3 separate regions of the Mus musculus genome follow, and regions 1 and 3 are each linked to region 2. The links are chromatin contacts, called in public Hi-C and HiChIP or PLAC-seq maps. All regions are on one chromosome and are shown on one strand. Each heading gives the region's core, a stretch centred on a gene start, on an enhancer-like site or on the middle of the called end of the contact. The rest is flanking DNA. Distances are from core to core; before and after follow the strand shown.

Region 1 (4,683 bases), core at 670-3,169, 200 kb after region 2:
GGACAGTAAGACATTTTGGAGGGAAGAGACAACAGTGGGTGTGTGTTCCTGTGAAATGAAGCACAAGGGGAAACTCCAAATTCAGCAGGTCCAAGATTCCGCCATGTGCTGGGTACCAGGGAGATGCCTTGTAGAATCGCTCTGCAAAAGTTATAGGAATTCACACTGAGAATACGATTAACAACTGTTTAATGAACATGCAGATATGTGGACTTGGAAGCAGCCACAGGACCCTCTCCAGGGACAGTCCTTGGACAGCAGAAGTACAAATAGAAGGATATTGCTATCTCCCTACTTAGTGTCCCACTCCAGCTCCCTCAGAAAGAAGGAAAGCAAGCACAGAAAACAAGAAAGAATAGTCAGAGGAGTCGGAAAGCACGGGGAATTTGTATCCTGGATCTTAGGGAGAGTATGAAAATGTTGTATAGTGTTCCCGAATGCCACAGAAATCACACGGTGGTCAGTAACGGGAAACACACGGCAACGTGAGAGTTCTATAACATTTACTGACTGGAGGAGAGGGTAGAAGAGAGTCATCCCTGTGGATAAGTGCTTAAGGACAAGGTTCCCTCACAGAGGACTGACTTTATACGGCTCTGTGATGTACAAGGATGCATTTCTCAAGAGCTAAGTACATACACATCCATAGATGCTGCAGAGAGGCAAAAATAAGCTTACAACTCCATGTGACCTTCAAGAATCAGACAACCTGAGTGTTTGACCTGAGATCGTAAGGGTCTTGGGACTATTTGTATTTTGGAAACTAATACAATTTAAGTCTCCTTTGAAAAGCTTTAAGATCTTTCAGTTTGCATAGACTTAAGAGTTGTATCACAATCAATAACTAAGCAATCTTGAGAAAGTATAACTAATGACTCACAAAATATTTGGGGAGGCTACTCAGGTTTTTCATGCATTTGAACGTTCAGTGCTTTTGAATCTGCTCAGCCCCCTTGCTGTGTGCTAGGATACAATCTGGTCTCAGCCAAACTGGTTTCAGCTTAATGTTGTAGGTTAAGAAAAATCTGCAATAATGGCTGAGTCAGGAAAGAGAGTATCTCCAAGCTGAACAGAACCACATGGCTCTCAGTTGTCTAACTTTGTCAAGAGACTACCACTCTCTTCTTTGTGAAGCTTCTAAACATCTATTTACTTGAGGTCCAGGTAGAAGTTCCGTTCTGGGAAGACAGTAGCAACGACCACACGTGGAACAGCGGAACAGTATGATGCACCTTGTACCAAGGTCTGGCACATAGTGTTTGTAAGAATTTTCTCTCAGCTCTAAGTAAAAACCATAAGGCAGATTTTAGTTGAGCTTTTCAGAAAACAGTAGTAGAGTCTTAGGATGGTCATTCTGTTGACTGGTGTGTTTCCAAAGCTCCAAGGTGTGCAGTCACGCCTTTTGTGCGGAATAAAGCACTGACCCTTAGTCATCATCAATTCTTCAGTTCTCATGTGTTTGGCATGTCCCCAAGGTAAGGTGCTTTCTTTACTGGGCCATCTGAATGGAATGCTGAGTTACGATGAGATAGTTTCCAATGAGCCAATCCATGGCTTCTATATGTTTTTAAGGAGCATCAGAAGAAGGAGTCTTCACACTTGGTCCAATAGATGCCATCATTGTTGGTTTCTTGTTGACTTACTTCAAAGCCTCTCTAGCTTTGACAAAAAGAATCTTGTTCATAATTGTAGAGTAGGATAGTGCATGGATCTTTTCCTGAGCAAGGGTCCACACCACACAGAGGGCCCAGTAGGTGTCTGCTTCATGAGAGCCAGAGACTTTCTTTATCTGATTCTTAAAGATGTGAACATCAGCCATTGGTTTCTAAAGAGGAAGTAAGGAGCAAGTGGTTCAGACAGCTTTCTTGATCCAGGCCATGTGGGATAAAACATAGTTACAAACCAAGTAGTTTATATCCGTATGATGTGAACAGGATGCCTTTACCACAGCAGTAGCCACGAAAGCTCTGAAGGCATTGCAAACCTCTTAGAAGGCCCATTAGAAAAAAGGCTGTCCATTGTAAGCGCAGGTTCTGTAGCATGGAAGTGGGCCATGGTCTCCAACTCATTCCTCTTCAGGACACTGGCAATTCTTGGATCTTTCCAGTTCCCAAAACAATCCGATTACTTGTATTTAGTATTTCAAAACCAAGACAGTATTTTCAAAATAGGACTAAATGATTAAAAGCATGTTGTCTTGGATGAACTTAGTAGGTCACCTAAGTACATTCATCTAGGAAGTTCACTCGAGCCACCTCCTTCTGTCTCACTGTGTCCTGTGTCAGCCCCTGTGGGGAGGATCGCAGTGGAATTTCAGAGTAACTGCTCCTGGAGATGTGGCAATTAGCTTTGCACAGTTTAGGCACACCTTATTATTAAAACCATTTGGGGTACTGGGATGCAGATTTACTGTCAAGCATTTGCAAGGGTAGAGTTTAATACCAAACACTGCAAACACCACCACCAGCAAAGGCCCTGATGGGTTCAGTCACTTTTCAACAGCCCATTTGCTCTCATGTCAGGAGTGAGTTCCTTTAAAAAGGGTCACCTCGCTGCACTTTGCTTAGTTCCCTGGCAAGCTGCTGGACAGTGGCATTTTATTTTCTTTCAGTAGACTATCATTCACAATGAGTAAGCCTTCTTTTAAAGTAGCCCTCGGGGAAACAGTGGTGAATAGAAATTTGCCTATTACTGCTTTAAGAAACCTAAAACCCTGTGACTCATGAGGAGAATTTGAAACACAAATAAGAAATGCATTCATGCACAGTCTTGATTGGCTTACACTGTATCACTGGATACAGAAGTATATTAGTAGACATTTCTCAAGATGAAACATGCTATATGACATGATCTCCTCTCATGACAATGGCTCTGGGGACTGACTTTTCTGTGCTGTGAGAGCTACTTCTTTATGTCCTTATGAACATAAAAATGCCAGAAAGAAAAGTGACTAAAGATGAAGCTGTCGTGAGGCTGATTGTGCATCTATGGTTGCCAGTGATTCACAGACTGAGTGTCCACAGCCAGCAATAGAAGGAGATCTCCCACAGCTGTTATTTGCGCTCTAGTAATTGCTGGCTTCCAGGAAGCACTGGTGACCAGCAATGACTGGGATGGAGTGATAGGGAAGTGAGGCAGGGCCACAGAACACAACCCAGAGGTGGAACGGGTACACATCTGCACAAATAACAACTCCAATATAAATTGCTTCAAGTAGCTTGTCCAACTGGAACAAGAATTCAAAAAGAAGAAAAAAAAAAAACCACTCTTGAAAAAGAACCCATGTAACTTGGAGATTACCAAAGGTTTATTTGGAATGACACAGCACTGAGAACACAACTGTTACAGATGGTTTCTGATACAGCATACATCACCTCGTTCATTTTAGAATGATCTGTGAAGATGAGTTGCATAAATAGAACGTGGAAGTATATAGGAGCTTTTATAAATAGGTTCTTTTGCCCCCTCGTCCAGCCAATCACGTAAAGGCAGGAATGATGACTGCATAGTTGCTAGTCCATGTATTTATCTGGACTGAGCAGCTGGGCAGCTACATAACCAGGCCCTGCTCTTTCCAAAGGGGCAGCAGCGTGGACGCGCTATCTGTTATATCATCCTGAAAACTGCACACAACACACACAGACACTGTCAACTGTTTTGGCAATGGGATGAATGGTTTTGCCCCAAGGCAAAACTGCAGCTGTAATGCCGACAAATAAGAGCAATGCGTGTATCAATGACACTTAGAGGAGAAGAGCTACAGTGGAAAGGGAAGGGATCAGCTATGTATATGTAGCCATCTGCATACACATAGGTCCAGCAGGCATGGGACTAGCTTGTGCGACTGTGTGTCCGTACATGTGTATATAGAGGTGATTGGAGAAGACCGTTAAGAACGTTTGCAGCTGTTCAGTTTTAAACGCAGTAAACTTGAAAGGGCAAGAGAGCAGGAGCTCACAATTCGGGCAAGGGAGTAAGATGATGTCTCACTACAGGATAACTCATCACATCTGCAGGGCAACCACTCGACACCACACACTTGATGCAAAGAAGTCAAAGTCTGGTCTGGAGAAGGCTACTTTAGACTTGGTGGGAGGAGAATCAAGTACCAGTGTTCACTGTTAGACAAAGCACAAACAGACCGCTATGAACGCAGGAAACAGAGTAAGGACTCTTTCCTTAATTTGCTCTTTCCCCTCTTCGTATAGTTTTTGCATACATGCTCTATTGATCCGTCTTCCCAAGCCTCATCTGGCACCAGTCTGTCAATCATGAAGAGTGTAGTAGCAAAAGTGAACGCCTCTGCATTCCGTGAATGGTTAAGAACCCAGTCACGTGACCCATTTGCAGCATCTGCAGCCCTACTCCAGGCGCCGCGTGAAGTTCTCTGGAAAGAGGCCTTTGTACGTGGCCAGGTCTCTGTACTGAAGCCAGTCTGACTCCTTCACCCCCACCAACCAGCCTGCATCCTGCAAGACAAGAGCAGTGTTTCAGAGTCCAGCAAACTTCAGAGCACACAGTGCCAATAACTTACACAATAACCCATTCAGCTAGTACTGGGACCTCAGGATGCCACACTACTACAGAACACTGTAAATCTCTATCATTTAAACATTATTTTTTAATTACTAATTTATGTATTATTGTACATACTTAACTGAAGGTAAATTTTAACCTTCTAAT
Region 2 (4,116 bases), core at 1,018-3,517:
TGATGGCACCTCCCTGTTACACTTGTGGTGGCACAGCATAAAGTGGGGAGCTGAGCTCAGACCCACCCAGGTGTCCCCCAGGGACGTGTGCAGCTCCCCACAGGAGCCTCTCATAGGAAAACTGTGAGCTCGAGCATGGAGGACGCCGGTGAGTGTCTTCACAGGACAGGTAAGTCACTGAACATCCAGAGACAGTAGCAAGCAGAGGGGCAGCAGTGCTTCTGGGGAAGAGGCTATCAGACTGGCTCACCAAGCAAGGCAAGGCTGATAGGCCGCTGGCCCAGCCACTGCCACAGCAGATGAGCCCTGTGTCTGTGACACTGTCAGCACACAGCCCAGCCCAGCACAGCAGCTGGACACACAAGAGACAAAACTGTCAGCATGAAATTACCAGTGTTTATGTTAAAGCCTTTGAAGTAAAGCCGTGTGTTGTCCTGCCAGTGTCCTTCATGTGTCTCTGTCACAGCCTGCCCGCAGTACCGTGAGGAAACTGACAGGCAGCACAGAACTTGGCTCTGGCCACTGCTCACTGTTTCTTCACTCTTTCTCTAAGTGTGAAGAACCTCACTGCGAGTCATCCAAGGAAGACAGCTGAAGTGGTGGCTCTGCTTGCTGCTGGATGCTGAGGAGCTAGTGAGTTTATTTATGGTGATACCTCATGGACATCGCTCCACCTCCACTCAAACCATCCCTGCCTGCGGCCACTGGGTCATGCTGTGCTCCTTCCTCTAGTCTGTGAGTTTCGGTCTGACCTGATAATGAATAACTCGGTCTTGTGCTGCATCTGAATCAAAAGACTGCTTAATATATTGAAATAACAATTTTGTAGTAAGTGAGAGATACCTTTTTGTTTCAATTCTCAGAATGTATTTTTTTTTTTTGGTTTCATGTCTCAGATTTCTTTTGTATTTCTTTTTTAACTCCTTACATTTCACTTGTGTTTTTAAACTCATGCACATGTGCTCTTTATACAGTTTTAAAATAATAAATCCAACGTATCAAAATGATGATTGTGTGTTGTCTGTATTATATGTTTGTCCAGGAGTGGTGGGTTATAAAAGGAAGAGGGTGTGGCCTGGGTGCATAGAAACTCTTGGCCTGTGTTTTGTATGACTCTCTTGGGACTTCTTGTTCTGCGCTAGGGTCTGATGTGCTGCACACAAACAACCTGCAAAGGCTGTGGCTGCTTTTGCTCCGCCTTTTCCTGCACGTTTACTTCCTTAGGATTAATATGAACTAATTTACGTCATCGGCTGTTTGTCCAGACATTTTTTCCAAATTCAATTTCGGCTTCCCAGAAGGGCAGACTGTGAGGCTGCATCATTGGCTGGGTCATGCTAGGAAGGTTAACTGCATGCATGCAGGAGCAATGCTTCAGGCTTGGGTGGAAGCGGGCCCTGTGCAGATCCAGTCCTGCATAGGCACTGTTTCAAGAGTATGCCCACTTGAGCAGTGCCACAAGGAGTCTGGCAGGGAGACTGGGTGCAACAAAGAAGGGCTACTTATAGTAAGGGAGACTAGAGGGAACTCTCTAGGTCTGCTCTTGGGGCAGGACCTCAGGAACTTGATGGAACAATTTCAGGAATAATTGCCTGTGTCAAGAGTGGAGCAGTATGTACTTGAAGCCTAGTTGGATGTCAGTGCTGAGAAACAGTGCCAGCCTGAGCCAGCAGATGCAGCCAGACCTCTCAGGAAGACTGCAGCCATGTGTAGTTGACGGGTCACAGACACAGGTGCACATCATATGTGTGCAATTGTGAAATCAGACACTGCGTCCTAGGGAGATGATCTCAGAGGCAGTCAGGACGAAAGAGCCCTGGGGTGTGGGTGTCGACTCTGCACCCAGCCTGTCCTCTGACCTCTCATTACTGACTGCATGATGGTATCCTAGAGTTAGTGTTACTGTGGTGCCTCCGGGATCAGCCCAGATGAGAGTTTCAGTGCATTGGATTGGCTTCCATTGCTTTGCTCATAAAGCACATTACTGTGGCCCGCATCGCCATCAGCTGGAGTCACAATGCACATTTAGCACCCTCTTTGTACTCTGAGAAAACAAGTTAAAAGTGTCAGCATCTGATGCCAGCTGAAGCAGCTGAGCACCGAGGGTCCACCCCAGGAGTCCTGCTGTCCGCAGTGTGACTCTGCAGTTTGAAGCCACCACACAGCATGAAGCTAATTTTTTTTTTCCTACTAGCCGTGACCTTTTGAAGCAGAGCAGAGCTGGCTGCGGTTTAACTGCTCTTATTTTCTCTTCTAATACCCTAGCTACCCTTTGTGTCGCCCCAGTCAGTAGTGGTGGGTTTGACTTTGAGCATTTTCCAGGAAGCAACCACATTGACCAAACAGATAAACGAAAGATGCCTGAGAAAATAAAGCCACCAACCATAGCAACGCCATCCTGCACACCTCCGGTGTCCCCTCCTCTCCTGCAACTGACACTCTGTACTGCTGAGGCTTGGGAGCCCAGGTGGGCTCTGGAAGGAGGCTGCTGAGATGTCTGACCACAGGAGATGCTGCCTGCATCCTGGCTGGTCACGGCCTCACAAAGCTCTTGCTGCTGCTTGTCCGTTCTGTGTCTGTACTTGGCACTGCAGAAAGAGTTCCATGTCTGCAAAGCTGGGCCTGGAACTTGGATGGAAAACATTGCATCAACTCAGGACCATCAAGGAGTTATCTCCGAGTCTTGTTCATGAGTTGTTCCAAAATGGCGCTCTGCTTCCTTTCCAGAGAACCTGTTATTTAGACGGAGGCTGATTATAAACAGCCTTTCCAGTGTTAAAGTTAGATATTATTGATTCAAATGTGGTTCTGACTTGGTAAGTGTCCATTAGAAAAGGTGTGTCACAAACACTGGCCTCTCATCCAGCTACTGCATGTAGAACATTTGGCTTATTATCTCTGCTTACAGAAATGCACTAAGAGGTGCCATGTTTCCTGGTATTGCTGCACAGTAGAAAATGGGGAAAGAACATGAATAGACACATGTAAAGAGACATGTAAACAGGTGTCAAACTGATGAGATGTTTATTTTCTAAAAAAAAAATAAATTGATGCCACCCTGAGATCCTGTTTTATACTTGGAAGGTTAGCATAGCACTGAAGTTTGTCAGGCCTCTCCCAGGTGTTCACATACACCTGGGCTGCAGAGCCAAGTCGGGCTCTCTGCAGGGGCATTTGGCATATCAGTATCACTAGAGATCATGAGTAAGGTATTAGTCAGTGACTGTACATATGAGCAAGCATATGTAGATATGCATATAGAGGCAAGCCCAAGTGTTGGCTTTCAGGCACTGTCCACTCTCAGTGACCTTGAACTCACCAAATAAGCTAGGCTCACTGGCCAGTGATCACCGAGTATATGCATATTAGCCTCATTAATTAAAATGTTTATCACCATTCCCGAATTCTTATGAGGGCTTTAGGGATTGATTTGAGAGTTCATCATAAGACATATTTTTGTTTTGCAAAATTTATGTAATTGCAAAATAAAAAAATAAAAGTGCTTGTACCTAAGTACTGGAGAAAACTCTGAGGTGTGTTGTCTAGAAGTTTTCTCTTTGGTTTATAATTGAGTCATGGAGTTTCTAAACTAGTTGTATTTATAGTTGAGAAGTATTTGAAGGACTCTGCTTGCCTGTGCACCGTGGATGTGTAAGAATACCTGAAAAGCTTGCCAGCCAAATTCTCCCCGCTATTGAGGGGCTTGGGGCACACTCAGTTTCTTCTCAAAGGCCTGCCTTGGGGGTAAGACTCTGGATAATTGTAGTTGAGACCTTTTGAAGTTTTGGAAAAAGGCTACTGTTCAGACAGGACTTTCTGCATGTGAGATTGTGCAAATCTTTGTTTTCTATGAGTGCCTTTGAGTGCAGACTTCTGATCCCAAATTCATTTTATCCCAACCTGTGGTATGTAGCACAACAGCCTTGGTGGGCAGGAAGTCGGGGTGGAAGTCGGCCTGGCATACACAATCTATAACAGGTTGGTTTCTAGCTCTGTAATTTTAACAACATCATAAAGCCAGGAGATGGAAGGGAGATGGAGCATTCTCTCAATCATTTTTAGCCTGATGAGGAAGGTTTTCCTGAGGAATACCTTTTTCTGCTCCATAGTCAAATG
Region 3 (4,332 bases), core at 931-3,430, 170 kb after region 2:
TGTAGTCTACAATGATGTCATTAACTCTTATTAAACAACAGAAGATGACATTATTGATCATTTTTTGGCAAAACTACAATACCTTATTTAAGAACAAGTAAAATTATAAAAATATATATGGAAGAAGTTAAAACACCTATTTCTTTAAAAATAATTACTCTATAAGTAGAGATAGGTGAGAATGGATGAATTGTATGTCTATGTTTATGTCCTAGGTTTAACCATACGTTATATGTCTATGAAACATTTTTGCTGTGTTTGCCTACCTTGCAAATTCCTTGCCACTCCCCCAAACATGCCTCAAATAAACCAACAAACTATGCACCCTTGACACAAGGAAGAGCAAGAATGAACATGTTGATGTAAATTTGGAGATTAATTAAGATGAAAAGTAGGTATAGAAATCAAAGTCATGTTACTTCCTGAAGACTAGTACATACACTATTGTTAAAAAACAAAACAACAACAACAAAACCCACCAAGGATTCGGAGTTGTTTCATATGAAAAAATTTAATTTAGGATTTGTTGGCATAATATTTATTTTATAAAACCACATAATTGTTCAAATCCTGAGCATTGCTTTGACATGCAGTGATAATATCAATAAATAAAATAAAATATCAATAATTAAAAGTGTCAATAAAATAAAAGCAGCATCAATATACCTTACACTTTGGTATGTCTCCTCTATGGAGCAGAAGCAATTATTTGATTATTTTATATCCCCAGAAATGAAACAGTTTATAATAGGCAAAAAGAGTCACATTAGCTGACTATACCCTGATCTGTCCTGGACCTTTGCCTGGATAAATGCCTGGACTGATTAATGTGTCACTCATTTTTTGAGTCTGATACATTTGACAAGAAAAGAAGAATACATATGCAGGTGATTTAGCTTTAACGAACTGATATACGCAAAGGATTGAGAATACCAGTAGAGACCTACACATAGGATTAGCTATCCTCTCACAAGTTCTCTCTTGTCTTTGAGAAGCATGCAAGGGTATGGGTTCACCAATGGATGATGTGGTTCCAGTTATCTTTTGATGACAGCATCCTGAAAGATTTTCCAACTCCAACTACCAGTTAAAGATTCTTCTTCCATTGTAACATGCTGCAAATATCCTAACATTCCTTCCGGAATTGCAGTTCTTACATTTCTACATGTGGCCTTATGGTCTAGTTCAGAAAACAGGGATTTTTTTTTTTTTTTTTTGTCTTTGCTTATTTGCTTCAATTGTCCAAACTTTAATTTCTTCGGTGCTACAACAGATCAAAAGTACATATGTTTCTGAGGGTTGTCTGACTATATTGATCTGTCAATCAAGTTAGACTCTAAGAAGATAGAAAATGCACTGTATATTGTGAGAGCGGATGGAAGCTGAAAATATGTGTGTTGCCCACATTCCTTCTCAGCACCTCTACCAAGAGCCAGCATTACTGGAAACCCATGGGAACCGAAACACTGGATCTTGCTTTTTCACCAAGATAGTCAGACAATACTTAATACATTTAATGTCTAAACGAAGTCAACAGGAAATTGCTTTGACCCAGAAAGTTGGGGCCACAGTTCCTGGATTCTGTGGGGCACAGTTGATAGCCATCAGACTCCCTTTCTGGTTTCCCTTGTTAGAAGTGCTGCAGGTGGGGGCTGAGGTTAAGCAGGGCTCAGGGCTGGACTAGGCTGCTCTTCGTCAGGAAGGAAGTGGTTGCAGACATGCTGAGTGCGTGTGTGCTTGTTACTAGAACTCTAATCACGGTAGGTTTCTAGGGCCAGCATGTCGTCACGTCTTGTGTTTCCATGAAATTTTTATTAAGGACCAAAGAAGGGAGAGAGAGCTTTAAATGCCTCACGTTTTTTTTTTTTGTTGCTCTTTACCTGTAAATGACCTTGGATAGTAGATAACCTGCAGAAAAAATACAGGCATCCTTTCTGCAATGTAGTATGTTCACTCAGTTCACTTGTATTCAATTTCTACTTTAAATAAAAGAATAGTTATGAGAAGTACACAAATAACAAAACCACCAAACATCACTTAAAAGTATCCTTCAACCAATCTTAGAAATAGAGGAACAAACTCACTGACTGAAAAGCAAATGAACACTTGCATGGGCTCTGTGTCAAAGGAGATGCAGGGGGAGCCAGGGTAGATGCAGGATAAGGTGTCAAATTAGGGTGAAGGAACAGGAGTTATATGCTATAGTGTTTAGGGAGAAAATGGATACACCCAGAAAAGCCAGTTCCAAGAGTGCTAACTGCTGGCCAGTTTGCCCAGTTCTCTATGACACCAAACATCTATTAAGGCAGATATTACAAAAATTCCTACCATGTCTGGTCTTAGAAAGTTTAAGCATGGGTCCTTCATCAACATTATTATTTTATTGATTTCAGTGATTACTAAGTCTTTGGGACATATGTATGGTCCAGAGTTTCTTGGGCTGGGACTGCTAACTTCTTGGTTGTGGCTTCTAGTCCTGAGATGTGAGGAGAGAGATATGCTTCGAACTTACCTGAGTTGTGGCCATTACCCAATGAATAACAACTTAAAATGTCTGAAACATTGCCAGTGTCTCCTAGAGGAGATGACTTCCAGCTGAGAACCACTATTTTAGCCATGTGTTTAGGAAAAGGTACATGCAAGCATAATTGTCCTGAAGTCTTAGCTGAGATGAGGACAAAATGAGACTCCAGACAAACAACCAGCATGTAAAATTTCTCTTTCACCAATAATATCCTTCAATCTTGACACTGCCTCTTTCATTGAGAAGAGGTTGCACAATAATGAAATCACTTAGTGGATAGCACTGATGCTTATGGACAAGCTCTTTCCTATTAGTTTCATATTCTTACCCAACTTTTTGCTATGCTGGGCTATGTTAGAGATGCTTAAACACTTCTGTGGAATCAAGTAGAATTCGTTCCTTCTACTGAGTTCTTCATGCTTATTCTGTGTCATGCATAATGCTTTTTATGGATCATATTGGAATAACAAATAACAAGGTTAAAATTAAAACCACAATTTCTTGTTTGGTTGTTTAAAAGTTCCCAAACATTTTCTATATGTTGATTTCGTGGCTGATGAAATCAAGCAAAAAGATAATCCCAGGGGGAATGATAAATCTTAGACCTGTTTCTTTAATACCAAGTCATATGATGTATAGAAGGGAGCATGAAATGACTGTGTCCTGTTTCTCAGATGTGGCCTGACCTTGAAAACTGAGTAAAAATGTCTACCGTTTAGCCTCTGGTCATGGAAGGGAACTAGCAGAACACAGCAACTCATAATTCAGAGTGTTCTCATCATATACCTCCTTCCTATCTCCTATGCCTCCTGTTGAAGAGCAATAGCTCACAACTATTGTGGATATACCTGATGTAGGTTTGTGGTGTGACCTTAGCTTTTGGATCAAGTGTTATTGATAGCATCTTGACTGGGAAAAGATACTGTGGAATGTTCAGTCCTGGTAGATGCTTAGGGTGGTGTTATCTCATGGTCAAGGTTCTGAGGTTGGCCAAGTCCATTCTCTTCTAAAGACACCCTCACACTAGACCTCAGCAAAGATTGTAGGGGTAGAAATGGTTTCAATGTACTGTTTCTCCTCAAATGGAGGAGGTGGCAAAATAATTAATGCAAAACTGCATTTAAAAATAAAAGATACATAAATAAGATTTGAAAGTTTAGAATGTCATTTTCCCACACATTTCATTTGAGTATTTGAGAATTTGACACCATATCTACATAACATTAGCTTTCCTTACAATTTCAATGAAGCTATGTGTCAAGAGTGATCACACACAAGGGCATGTATGTTCACACACATATAAATGTGCAAACATACACACATACACAGGCAATAATATGATTTTATGTACATAAGAGGAGGAATGTATGTTTCAAAGTCTGATACCCACTTAGCCCATGCCAGGTCTTCCTTGCATGGCCATGTGCAAAATTTGTACAGGGTAGTCATCTTAGGCAATAGTGTGGTCTAGTTAAACTCTGAGTTTGATTTCTATTTGCCTTCAATGTTTCTGTGCATCCAGAGGAATGAGAGTGAAGGAACAGCACCAAAGATGGCACTCTCAGACATATCTTAGTGACCTGCCTTGATGCTCTGCTGTTGGTTAAAAAACAAACAAACAAACAAACAAACAAACAAAAACCAGTGCTCTATAGTTCTTAGAGCCCAAAGTAGCAAGCAGATAATGAAACAAATCATAAGATGTACAAACATTATCTATTTCACCCTAAAGTGTTTGCAGGAGGATTTGGGGCTTAGTTTATTCATTCACCTTTGTTCATCACTTTGCAATCAAAGCAATGAAATTT

What was found. A called contact is a pair of places that touch in the nucleus more often than the background predicts. HiChIP or PLAC-seq counts read pairs in DNA pulled down with a chosen protein or histone mark.
Region 1: a contact with region 2 is called in a Hi-C map of the 63-12 cell line, with 2.7 times the contacts expected there. The contact joins two enhancer-like sites. A contact is called at or near these places in 1 of 15 datasets of contacts at CTCF or cohesin (large pre-B cells), 13 of 484 Hi-C or Micro-C datasets (the 63-12 cell line, the C2C12 cell line, LSK cells and 9 more), 3 of 115 datasets of contacts at active chromatin or transcription factors (T-cell acute lymphoblastic leukemia, bone marrow-derived dendritic cells and large pre-B cells) and 1 of 9 other capture datasets (liver).
Region 3: an H3K4me3 HiChIP or PLAC-seq map of the SCID.adh cell line shows a contact between it and region 2, with 14 read pairs. The contact joins two enhancer-like sites. A contact is called at or near these places in 1 of 39 promoter capture datasets (hippocampal neurons), 2 of 15 datasets of contacts at CTCF or cohesin (large pre-B cells and pro-B cells), 70 of 484 Hi-C or Micro-C datasets (the 63-12 cell line, the AML12 cell line, B cells and 43 more), 11 of 115 datasets of contacts at active chromatin or transcription factors (the 230-238 cell line, DN3 thymocytes, the SCID.adh cell line and 7 more) and 2 of 9 other capture datasets (adipose tissue and liver).

The regions. Positions count from the first base shown.
Region 1 is chr13:19,149,522-19,154,204 of GRCm38.p6, reverse strand. The region is part of intron 3 of Gm31887 (a long non-coding RNA gene); the gene reads left to right. Amph (amphiphysin) reads right to left here. Exons shown (of 21, transcript NM_175007.2): 21 at 3,286-4,469. The coding sequence ends at 4,362. Among named protein-coding and RNA genes, the nearest start is that of Gm31887, 42 kb to the left of the region's middle. Within about 2 kb of position 1,919, at least 18 of the 459 cell types and tissues checked have an H3K27ac peak or open chromatin away from gene starts, as enhancers often do. A contact at or near this core is called in the 63-12 cell line, where this site is marked.
Region 2 is chr13:19,354,567-19,358,682 of GRCm38.p6, reverse strand. It overlaps Stard3nl (STARD3 N-terminal like), which reads left to right. Exons shown (of 9, transcript NM_024270.3): 9 at 554-1,007. It also overlaps Tcrg. Among named protein-coding and RNA genes, the nearest start is that of Stard3nl, 39 kb to the left of the region's middle. RefSeq lists an enhancer at 2,207-2,512. Within about 2 kb of position 2,267, at least 44 of the 459 cell types and tissues checked have an H3K27ac peak or open chromatin away from gene starts, as enhancers often do. A contact at or near this core is called in the 63-12 cell line, DN2 thymocytes and the SCID.adh cell line, where this site is marked.
Region 3 is chr13:19,179,784-19,184,115 of GRCm38.p6, reverse strand. All of the region lies in intron 3 of Gm31887 (a long non-coding RNA gene), which reads left to right. It also overlaps Tcrg. Among named protein-coding and RNA genes, the nearest start is that of Gm31887, 12 kb to the left of the region's middle. Within about 2 kb of position 2,180, at least 6 of the 459 cell types and tissues checked have an H3K27ac peak or open chromatin away from gene starts, as enhancers often do. A contact at or near this core is called in the 63-12 cell line, DN2 thymocytes and the SCID.adh cell line, where this site is marked.